2 separate regions of the Mus musculus genome follow, and region 2 is linked to region 1. A link is a contact called in public promoter capture Hi-C data. All regions are on one chromosome and are shown on one strand. The core of a region is the stretch at or near the end of the contact, and the rest is flanking DNA. Distances in the headings are between cores, read along the strand shown.

Region 1 (5,359 bases), core at 2,189-4,688:
GGAGCCTCAGCTATGAATCTGGACAAAGGACAATGTGGCCTCAGAGGAATCAACATATTAACCATTCTGTGGGAATTTAAAACCATTCTGCACGGGTTAATGGGCACAATTAACACCAGAATTAGACAGACTGTGTAAGTAATTGAGACTATTGAACATAGCTATTGACTATACCACCCCTGGTCTGTGGATCAGGCTGCCTCACAATTCATTAGAGAATGTAATTAGCAAGACCTTATTGGATTTTATTATTGGCTCCAGGGTAGTTTTGCATGGAAAATACTTGGTAGGTGGCTTTCTGAGAATAACCAAGTGATGGTCATTTTGGTGTGTGCTTTTGAGATAAAGTTTACCAGTATAAAATGAATTTCCAGTTTCCCACCCCCTGCCCCCGCCACACATACACACACTTCTCTTCAGTCTCCAAAGGATCCTTCTCCACCATATTAAGTGGCTTGGTCTGCTCAGTCACTAGGATCCTTCTTAGCGCTTGGTCAGCCATTTTGCTTTGAGTTAACTGGTGTTTTATCTCCCAGCTCCTATGTGGCTGACTCCTGTCAACACTGGGTAAAGTGCTATTTACTGAGGGGGGAAAACCCTAACCTGTTAAGCTACAATAGGGAGAAAGAAAAGACAACTGTTTGAACCTTTCAGGAGGGTTGTCTTGGTGCACAAACCAGTCCATTACTTACAGAGAGAAACAGTTCGTTTTGGCTCGTGCTTTCAAAGGTTCCAGTCCATGACTCACTGGTCCCAAGGAAGAGCAGCAAGTCAGGCTGGAGTGTGTGTGTGTGGCAGAATGAATCTGGTTACCTCGTGGCTGGGTTGCAAAAGAGAAGGGTCTCGAGGCCCGTGGTCCTCTGCAAGGGCACACACACACACACACACACACACACACACAGGAGCCTCAAACTATCGTGCAGGTCAATCACCTGGTGCCTTTGCTGGGGGGAAGATGCTAGTTTTGTAGGTCTGGAGCAAGACTTGGGAGTCTACACTGCCTAGATGTTCTCAGATCTGCTGCTGCTGCTGCTGCTGGCGATGATTGTGATGATGGTGATGACGATGACGACAATGACGATGCTGTCTGTGCATCCTTCTGAGATGAGATAACCCAATGGCGAGGATGATGAAGTGACATGGGATGTGTAGACTGGAATGATGTTGCATCCAAAAAGCAGCTGCTTTACTGATGAGAACTCTCTACCCAGACAAATGAAAATCAAGTCTCCTCAAACCTCACCAACATGCGTACAAATGAGGTCCTAAGCTGACACTGTCTTTATAGCCATGCTTCCATGCTCATTGCCCAATGTGCTCAGCAGACACCCGGCTCTCTGTTATTTCTAAGAATGTAGGGATCACATCTCCCTTCAGCCAGGGTCCTCTGGGCTCTGTTGCTCAGGATCCCCTCTGTTCACATGCAAAGCTCAGGACCCCATTTGGGGAGGGAGGTTATGGGTGAGGGAACTGAGACTCCCTGACGGCTCAGATCTCTACTCTGAAGAAGGCACATGTTCATGGGGCACAAAGTTGTGAGTCACTGAGAGGCCTGAGCCAGTCTTTGTTCCGGAGCCAAAGTTCCCCCTATCTCCCCCCACCCTCTCTACACCCTGCTTGCCCAACACCCCCAGTCCCTTCTCAGCAGTTTGGCTTGGTCCCTGCTGTGTCAAGTTTTCGTCTCTTTGGAAGTTGTATCAGGTTCCAGCTGCAGCCCTCCCTGGGCCAAATCCACAGCTGGCAAAGAAGCAGACATCTTATCTGTCTTGGCCAAGACAAAGGGAATACACAAGGTTTTCTACGGGAACAGAGCTGATAGACGGACTATATAGTCCGAAGGGGGTTTACTAGAAAGGCTTACATGATAAAATGGTCTGGGAAGTCCAACAGAGGCTGGAGAGTCTGAGAACCTGGCGCCTGCGCAATCTAAAAGACTGTCTGTCTGATCAGTCGCAAGCTGATGCTGAAGGCCTGGAAGATTTCTGGAGAGTCACTGGTCTTTGGGGGTCTTCAGTCCAAGCTGGAGGGCTAAATAAGTGGATTCTGATGTCCGTGAAGGGCAGCGGCAGCGGCCCGGGGTGGCTACACTTAACCGCTTCTTCCTCAGAACTCTATCTCTGGGTAATGCCTGCCAGTAGCCCTCCTGCTCTGAGGGAGGGCTTTCTCCCCTTAGCGTGTCCTTTCTGGATGTGCCCTCACAGATCCACCCCAGTCAGGTCTCTTAGTTGATTCCAGATCCTATCAAATTGATGATCACGATTAACCGTGGTATTAATTGGACATATTAACTTCAGGGCTTCAGATTCCCAGAGCGTGTTTAATATGCTACTACGTTTATGGTTTTGGACATCTGGAAGTGGGTTTTCTCCTATCTGAGCTTTTGCACTAAGTTTTTGCACATGTGAAAATGTGTCATGATCCCTAACACTTGATTCATATTTAAGTCAATTCTGCATTAAACATGTTTTTATTCTGCCAGAGTTTGGAAGCAGCTCTTTCCCGATTTCTAAAAGGAAGTGGTAGTTAAGGAATTGAGGTAATCGGGCAGGTTTCAGGTATGAACCTCATTTTCCCGTGAGCCAGCTGTGTGTGGTGGATAAGCTCCTCATTTTCAACTGGAAAAAACACATGCAAATAGTAGCCAGTTCTTAGGAGTATTTCAAGGTTTAAAGACCTATTTTTTAAATTTGTATTTGTGTGTGTGTGTGTGTGTGTGTGTGTGTGTGTGGTGTGGTGGTGGTTGTGTGTATATGCGTTTGTGTGTACGTTTGTGTGTGTGGTGGTGGTGGTCGTGTGTGTTTGTGTGTGTTTGTGTGTGTTTATGTGTGTGTGTATGGTATGTGGTGGTGGTGGTCATGTGTATGTGTTTGTGTGTGTTTATGTGTGTGTGTGGTGTGTGATGGTAGTATGTATGTGTGTTTGTGTGTATTTGTGTATGTTTGTGTGTATGTGTGTGTATGTGTGTGTGTGCCATGTAAGTGTAGATGCCTACAAGGCCAAGACGTTTATTTTATTTTTTGTTTTTCCAACATAATATTTTTATTGATTGCTTGCTGATTTCACATCATACACTGTATCAAATTTGTTTCCTAGTCGTTCCTTGTGTGCCCCATCCCCAGTGACCTCCCTCCCCCAAAAAAGTGCAATTTTGTTATCTGTATACTCACTGGAGCATGGTCAAACTCTCAGCCTGTTAAGTAGAGCTAAGTCTCCCCTCCCACACCTCTGCTGGAAGCCATCTATTGTGGAGAGACACTTCAGCATTCTATCACAGTTTTTAAGAGTAACTAGGCTGTTACCGTTTGGGGGTGGGCATGGGGTGGAGGGAGGGGTTGTCACAGAAGCCGTCCACTTCCCTTTTTCTCAACTGTGCGTCTGCAGTCATTGATGTCACCGTCAAAGGAGTTTATTTGCTTTTTATGAACTGGGAGAGCATGAATCATGGGTTTCACATGGTTTCTGAAGTCAGCACAGACCACAAACAAGGCTCCCAGTTGCAGTAGGGCCAGGACCCAGACAAGGCCCTCTGATGAAGCTGGGATTATGGTCATCACCATGGCTTCAGGCGGGAGCATAGACCATGGATTTCCACATGGACTTTGGGTAGCACAGGCCACAGACATCAATGCAGATCCAGCTACACTAAGACCGCAGACCCTAATATGGCCCTCTGTGACAGGACGAACCTGGACATCACCATGACCTTAGGTATCAGTTGCAAGGTAAGTATTGGTGCAGCTGGGTCTATGTTGATGTCCATGGCGTGTGCTACCACCAAAGGCTGTATAGATGTCCATGGTCTGTGTTGCAGACTGAGACCATGTTGATGTCTGTGGGTAATGCTGCCACTGGGGGCCACATCATGTGGGTAGCTGTGCTGTCACTGGGGGCCACGGTGATTCCAGCCCCATGTTGCCACTGAGAGCCACATCCTGGTCCATAGTCTTACTGCACCTAGCGCTGCCAGGCCTATGTTGATGTTCATGGCCCTGCTACCACCTAAGGCCACGAGGATGACTGTAGTCTGTGGTTCTGCTTTAAATGCCCTGAGCTGAAGTTACAGGTGGTTGGGAGCTGCCCCGTGTGGAACAGCAGGAAGCACTCTTAAAGGCCGAATCATCTCTCCTGGCCCTATTGTGCGTGAAGTTTAAATGAACTAATACATGTCACGTGTTTGAAGCAGCTGTTGAATAATGAGTCTCATAAGAGGGCCAGCTTTTTTTAAAAATCAACTCCATCAGCCTCTATCCTGAGTGTTCTGAAATGTCATAATTCGAAAGCTCTCTGAGACACTTTATTCATATCAGACTTGGAACTTAGGAGGCCGTTAGAATATCTGTCTTTACATCTGGGAAGTTTTGTTTTTGTTTTATATTAAAGGCGTGTTTATTGGGAAGCTGGTCTCTGGCAAGTTCACTGGCTCCAAGGATTGAGGCCAAAGTAATCCCCATAGGGAGGAGTGGGGGAGAGGATAAAGAGAAAAAGGACAGAGAGAAAGAGAGAGAGAGAGAGAGAGAGAGAGAGAGAGAGAGAGAGAGAGAGAGAGAGAGAGAGGAAGAAGAAGAGGAAGAGCAAGGGGAAAGAGGAAAGGACAGGGGAGGGAGGGAAAGAAGGCAGGAGTAAAGGAAGGAGACAGAGAAGAGAGAGAGAGAGATCATTTAAATTGAAAATTATTTCATGCCTCCCCCACTCTCATTCTTATTCTGGGATAACTCAGTTAAAGTCCACTTTTCTCTGATTTCACCTTCCATATTTGTCTTTCTTTTTCATTTCAGATTTTTCATCCCTTTGCCTTTTCATCTTATGTTCTTTTAAAAATAAGTTACTTAACTTTATTTTATGTGTATTGATGTGAGGTTGTCAGGTCCCTTGGCATGGGAGTTACAGACAGTTGTGAACTGCCATGTGGTGCTGGAAATTGAACCTGGATCCCTTGGAAGAACAGACTCAACCACTGAGCCATCTCTCCAGCCTCTTGTTTCATGTTTTGAGAGATTTTTTCCATCCATTTCTCTTATCCAGTTTACTACATTATTAATTTATGCCTTTCTGTCTTTACTTTTCAAAACTTACTTCATGATCTCTGTTCTTTTGTTTGTTTGTTGTTGTTGTTGTTAGTGCTTTGAAGTTTTTAAAGAGCACATTATCTATTCATATATCTTTGTGATTTTTCTATTAGATATGTTTCATAGCCTCTGCTTTCTGCTCTGTCACTTTGCTTGCTTCCACACCGTGACTGGCAGCTGTCATTTACAGATCTCCAACATCCTTATTGAACATTATCTCCATTTGATTGTTCTTCACAATATTAACTCCCCCTTTCCATAACAAACATTTTTAAAATTGCATTCCCAGCTCC
Region 2 (5,562 bases), core at 661-3,160, 320 kb before region 1:
GATATACAGTCAGTAAAGCTGAAACATGCCCATAAACCGGTAGGGTTACGGGCAATGTCTTGGACCGGGGTAGTGGTTAAGAGCTCATACTGCTCTTACAGAGGATGGGAGTTCAGTTCCCACAATCCACTTCAGGTGACTTACAACTTCCCGTAACGTCCCTCTGAGGCCACAAGCACGCACATACAGACAATACATTGCACTAATTAAAAATGAAGTAAATCTTTTTTCCCCAAAGATTTATTTACTTATTTTATGTATATGAGTACACTGTAGCTGTCTTCAGACACACCAGAAGACGGCATTGAATCCCATTACAGATGATTGTGAGTCACCATGGTTGCTGGGAATTGAACTCAGGACTTCTGGAAGAGCAGTCAGTGCTCTTAACCTCTGAGCCACATCTCCAGCAAAAGTAAATATTAAAATACATACATACATACATACATGCATGCATGCATACATACATACATACATACATACATACATACATGGAAAGATGCTCCCTAACCAATGTGCATGATCTCTGAGTGCTCAAAAGTGAAATGGATTTAAGCAAGAAGTCAGTAACATTTGTTTCATATCATTACAAAGAAAATGCCAGACAGAGTCTCAGAGACTTCAGTAAGAATAGACACATTTCACCAAATGTTTGTTACATCTTTGGGTTAAAGAGTGTATGGTTCATGAATGTAACAAAAATAAAAAATAAATAAAAAACCAAAACTGAAGATCTTTCAGATCTGCCTTTAACAGCTTCTTTAGGTATCCAATGCCCCCCATGAGTATATAAACAAATCGAGAGAGTTGTTTAAGGGGATTAAGGATAGTGAGTGGAGTCCAACAAAAAGTAACTCATCTGTATGGATGTGACAGAGAACGCTGTGAATCTGTTCAATTAATGAATTCACAATAAACAGTTGGGAAGTAATAATCACACGGGCAGAAGAATATCAAAATACAAGAGTGAACGAAACTCCACGCAGCCCCGAATTCCAGGCTAAGGAATCCTTTTGGGACAAAGGTTTCACTACAGCATGTGTGCAAGTTTCTTCATAGAGGCAAGGCACAAATGCAGGTATGAGTTATCTACTGGGGACGAGAAGTGTGCGACAAGGCCAGCGAACAGTATCTTACCAACCCTCATCCTCAGATGATGGGGGTATCAGACTATGCCTAAAGCAAGGGTGCCCAGCGCCTTATCTTCCCAGTTCAAGCTGGAGCTCCACAAGTGTGCCTGTTGCTTTCTGGCGACTGTTAGGCAGGTAACTTTCGAAGTGTTCTAATTCATTTCTGTTGCGAAACACCCCGAGGAAAAAGCAACTTAAAGGAGAAAGGGTTTATTCAATTTAGGAGTCCAGGTTACTATCTACCATTGTCCGGAAGTCAAGGTGGGAACCCGAGGCAGCTAGCTAGTTACACTCAGAGAGAGAGAATAAATCCACACATGCTTACTGCTCAACACGTTTTTGTTGTTGTTTTTGTTTGTTTGTTTGTTTGTTTTTTTTCTTTTTTCACTCTTACTCTTAGTTCAGGGTCTAGTCCATGAAATGATGCCACCCACAATCAGGACGCATCTTCTCACCTCAGTTAACCCAAGAAATGTTCCATCCAGGTGTGCCTGGTCCAGGTAATCCCTTTCCCAGATCATCCTACCTTGAGTCAAGTTGAAAATAAAAAGTAATCCTTACAGGGTGTCCGATTAAATTATAAGGTACATCTCTCTGCCTAACTCCGCGGGTCTGAGTAATTTATGGAAGGTCCCACCTCTAGCGAACACTTAGGCTATCCATGGAGCAGAGGCGGAGTCCAGCAAGCCCTTGGGTTAGGCACCGATTCATTCCCTAGACCTGCACCAGGTCACGTGTGCTTAGGGGCAGGAGCTCTGCCAGCGGTGAGGGGCGGGACCTGCCATTCGAGGGGGCGGGGCCGTGAGCAGAGCTGGACAGAGCTGAAGCGAAGCACTCAACCCTCTGCAGCCCTGGTACCTACCCACTCCCGCCGCCCGCCTGGCAATCGCTCGCTCCTCTACATCATGCTGTGGCGGGGTAGCCAGGCGCTACGGCACTTCTCCACCAGCCGGGTGAGTCCTGTCAAGGCGAGCATCCACATCCTGGTCTTGCTTTCCAGACCTCGGGGGTTGCAGGGCCGGGACGGCAAGGCTGGGGTGGGCAGTGATGCTCAGACCTTGCTAGAAGGGACAACAGCTTTTTTTCAGACTGGAAGACTCCAGAGAAGCCTGTGGCAGTATCCGGGATGGGAATTGTCAAGTGAGCCTTTGTCTGCTGCCGGGAATCAGCTGCAGACGCGGTCTGGCTGGGATGGCAGGCTGGGGACTGACAATGAGTAAAGGGACACGAGCCAGTCTGTTTTTTTCCTTTTTGCATTTCATGACCCCGACGTGAGCAGTTTAGGGTCGGAACGGTGGATAAGTGTGAGCGAGACTGCCTTGCAAGGTCTACCAGATGAGACTGGGACCCAGGCAAGCTCAACACAGCAATCTAGGACAGCTTGATGCTTCCCGCCGAGTAGCGAGTAGTGGCGGCCAGATTTCCAGGATCACCCAGCGCTGCAGGAGTAGCCACGCTGGTGTGTTGTAAAACTGTAGAGTAAGAACCTGGCCCCGGCCCAGCTCACAGACGTGGGATTGCATCAGATCACTTCTAGAAATGGAACGAGAGCCGACACGTTGCAAGTGGCTCTGCCTTCAGCACTTCGGTGAGTCTGGGGAGAGACAACACAGCCTGTTCCGGCTAAGGAAAGCGTCTATCCTGTGCACATAATCGCTTTTGTAATCAGCACATCCTGGCTGTGTTATAAAAATATTTCTCCTCCGTTGGTATTTTTCTCTGACATTGCCATATGTAAAAAAAGTTGAAGGCAGAATCCAAATAATTGGTCAGATTTTATTTTGCTCCGTACAATCAATGCAAGTGACTTTGGGGGACAGTCATAGTTTATAAGAGACCCGTCTGCCCTGAGCTTTGGACCATTCTGCTGTGTAACCCTCAGACCCTTCCTTAGTTTCTTTAACCACTCTGGCCGTGCAATCTGGTCCTGGGGCACAGATAGCTAAGAGCCGTGTCTACTACCCTGGTCTTGGCTACCACCTTGTCAGTAAACTGTTGGGAAGCTAAAAGAAAGGAGTTTTGAAAGATGATAAGATTTCCATGCTGGGGTTTTAGAAGTTTCTATTTAAGGGGAAAAAAAAAAAAAAGCTGAACAAGCCAAGTGACAGATACCAGGAATAGAAACATAGCTGGGCAAAGCAGCAGGCTGCCACAGAGGCCCTCTGTCCCCAAGAATACATATGGGAAGGTGGCCGCAGACAGAGCTGGGAAGTGGTCATAGTTCTTCATGGTCAAAAGGAGAACAGTAAAGGATGAGGGAAGAACCGGAGATAGTTATCTACAGATAGTGCAAGCACATCCTTTGCACAGTGCTCTGTAAACGTTATCTTAAAACGAAAACGGCCACTACATGGTTAATAAGACTGCAATACAACCACTTTGGAAAACTGTCTGTCAGCTTCTTTTGTAGAAATTTCAAGTCACATTCTATTGGGAGTGGAGGATGTGGTGGTGGGGGGATGCCACAGCACATGTGGAGGAGTGAGAAGGTAAGCTTTAGTAGTTAGTTCTTGCCTTCCTTCTTGGTGGTCCTGGGAATCAAAGCACACACACAAGGCTGTCACGGTTGTATCCACACTCACAGGGCCCAGGCTCAAGGTATGCACACAAGAAAAAGGTGAATTTGACTGCATCTGAATTATACTTCATGTTAGTCTGTTTCCTGTGACTTTTAATAAATGCAGAGGCTGGGGAACCGATAGAGATTTCATTAGCTCTCAGTTCTGGAGACTTAAGAGAATGGTACCCGCATCTCCATGGCCCTGGTAAAGCCTTGGAGAGATGACATCACAGTGATGGGAACACATTGGAGAGTGAAAATGGTGTCTGCCCCTTTCTTTAAAGGCTTTGAGATGTTCTGTGGTCACCAGTTTCATGCCAGGAGCTCTCTCTCCTCACCTGGCTACTCATCCCTCTTCAGGCCTCAGCTTCTGACAGGCCTTTTTAAAAATGGTTTTTATCCTTCTTTTTCCTTAAACAATTATTTACATACATATACATCATATGTATATACATGCATCATATACATTATATATGCATACACATATACATACACATATACATATGCATATGCATGTTTGAGAGGTGCTTGAAAAGATGGCTTAGCGTTCTTGCTGAGGCCGTGAGCTCAGTTCCCTGAATCTGTGGTTGGGTCCTGAAGGCTTTAGAAAGAACAAGGGAACAACAAGCAGAAAGAAATGATCAGAGTGAGAGGAGAATACAAACTGGCTCAACCTGGTTTTGGTAACCAGTGCTAGGCTGAGACTTGAGTCTGACCCAGAGCATCTTACTTTAGCCATACTTAAGCATGGCCCAGTTTTGGAAGGAAGTTTTCAGAGAACAAGTAACTCAGCCCAGTGAGTACAACTGTTGACTTAGAGACAGTGCTCGAGATTAGGGTCTAGGGAGACTGACAGGGCTGAACACAATGCCTGTGGGGGCCAGCATTGGCCTGGCCCTAAGCCTACAGCTTGTGGTAAAGCACAAATGACGTCACTCATTAGGATGAGTTTTGTGACACAGAAGTAATGCTCAAGGTTCTATTGGGGGCGGGGGCGGGGGGCGAGTCTGGGATAAACACACATCATATTCTGGGGGACACGGGCAGAGCTTGGCCCAACAGGAAGCAAAGATTATAAACTACATTCCCCTCCCCACCCCCCATCCTAGCAATCTGGGAAAATAGCTAAGCCCCTTATTCCAGGCGAGAGCTTGAAACTCTGTGTTTAACTTTCCTGGCTTCTCCAGGGCTTATCTGTGTGTGCGAGGACCTCTGGACCTCTACAAGCATCCATATTGGGCAGCTCATCACCACCTGTAACTCCAACACCACTTTCTGGCCTCTGAGGCCACCAAACACTCATGGTATAAACCACAGAAAAGACAGGGTTTCCCTGGCTGTCCTAGAACTTGCTTTGTAGACCAGGCTGGCCTTGAACTCACAGAGATCCACCTGCCTTGGCTTCTGGAGTGCTGGGATTAAAGGTTAGTTCCATCATTACCAGCTTGAAAAGCATTTTTAAAAGCAACGAGGGCTAGGCTAGGCTATGTAAGACCTCTAGCCTGGCACCCACAGTGACTCAGCTTTGGCCGCCCAGTACTGAGGGAAAAAAATCAGTAGGACAATCGACACAAATCCCTTCTTCATGGAATGATGCAATCAGGAAACCGAGCTCCACAAGCTTGTCACTGATGATGCCATCTGCAAATCTTGCATAGCTTCATCTCTCTGTGAAGCATGACACATGGCTCCTATTCAGGCAAGAGCTTGAAACACTGGATGTGAGCTTTTGCACGCTTCAAATACATTCAAAGTTCCTGACTCCATTGATGCGTGTCAGCATCCCATGACTCCCCATTCTGGGTACTGTGCTATTTATTAATTTTCTTCTGTCTGGAACTTCCCAGGGTTCTCCCATAATCCTCCCCCACT

The links. Promoter capture Hi-C pulls out the DNA fragments that hold promoters and counts their contacts.
Region 2: a contact with region 1 is called in a promoter capture Hi-C map of macrophages, with 5 read pairs. The contact joins the promoter of Aldh1l2 here to the enhancer-like site in region 1. A contact is called at or near these places in 14 of 39 promoter capture datasets (the C10 cell line, HPC-7-derived erythroid cells, cranial neural crest and 6 more), 1 of 15 datasets of contacts at CTCF or cohesin (the NIH/3T3 cell line), 7 of 484 Hi-C or Micro-C datasets (bone marrow-derived macrophages, embryonic stem cells, gonadal supporting cells and 4 more), 11 of 115 datasets of contacts at active chromatin or transcription factors (astrocytes, embryonic stem cells, epiblast stem cells and 3 more) and 2 of 9 other capture datasets (adipose tissue and liver).

Annotation. Positions count from the first base shown.
Region 1 is chr10:83,213,795-83,219,153 of GRCm38.p6, reverse strand. No RefSeq gene overlaps it. Among named protein-coding and RNA genes, the nearest start is that of Slc41a2, 120 kb to the left of the region's middle. Within about 2 kb of position 3,438, at least 54 of the 459 cell types and tissues checked have an H3K27ac peak or open chromatin away from gene starts, as enhancers often do. A contact at or near this core is called in bone marrow-derived macrophages, granulocyte-monocyte progenitors and macrophages, where this site is marked.
Region 2 is chr10:83,530,488-83,536,049 of GRCm38.p6, reverse strand. Aldh1l2 (aldehyde dehydrogenase 1 family, member L2) reads left to right here and starts at 1,910. Exons shown (of 23, transcript NM_153543.2): 1 at 1,910-2,083. The coding sequence starts at 2,036.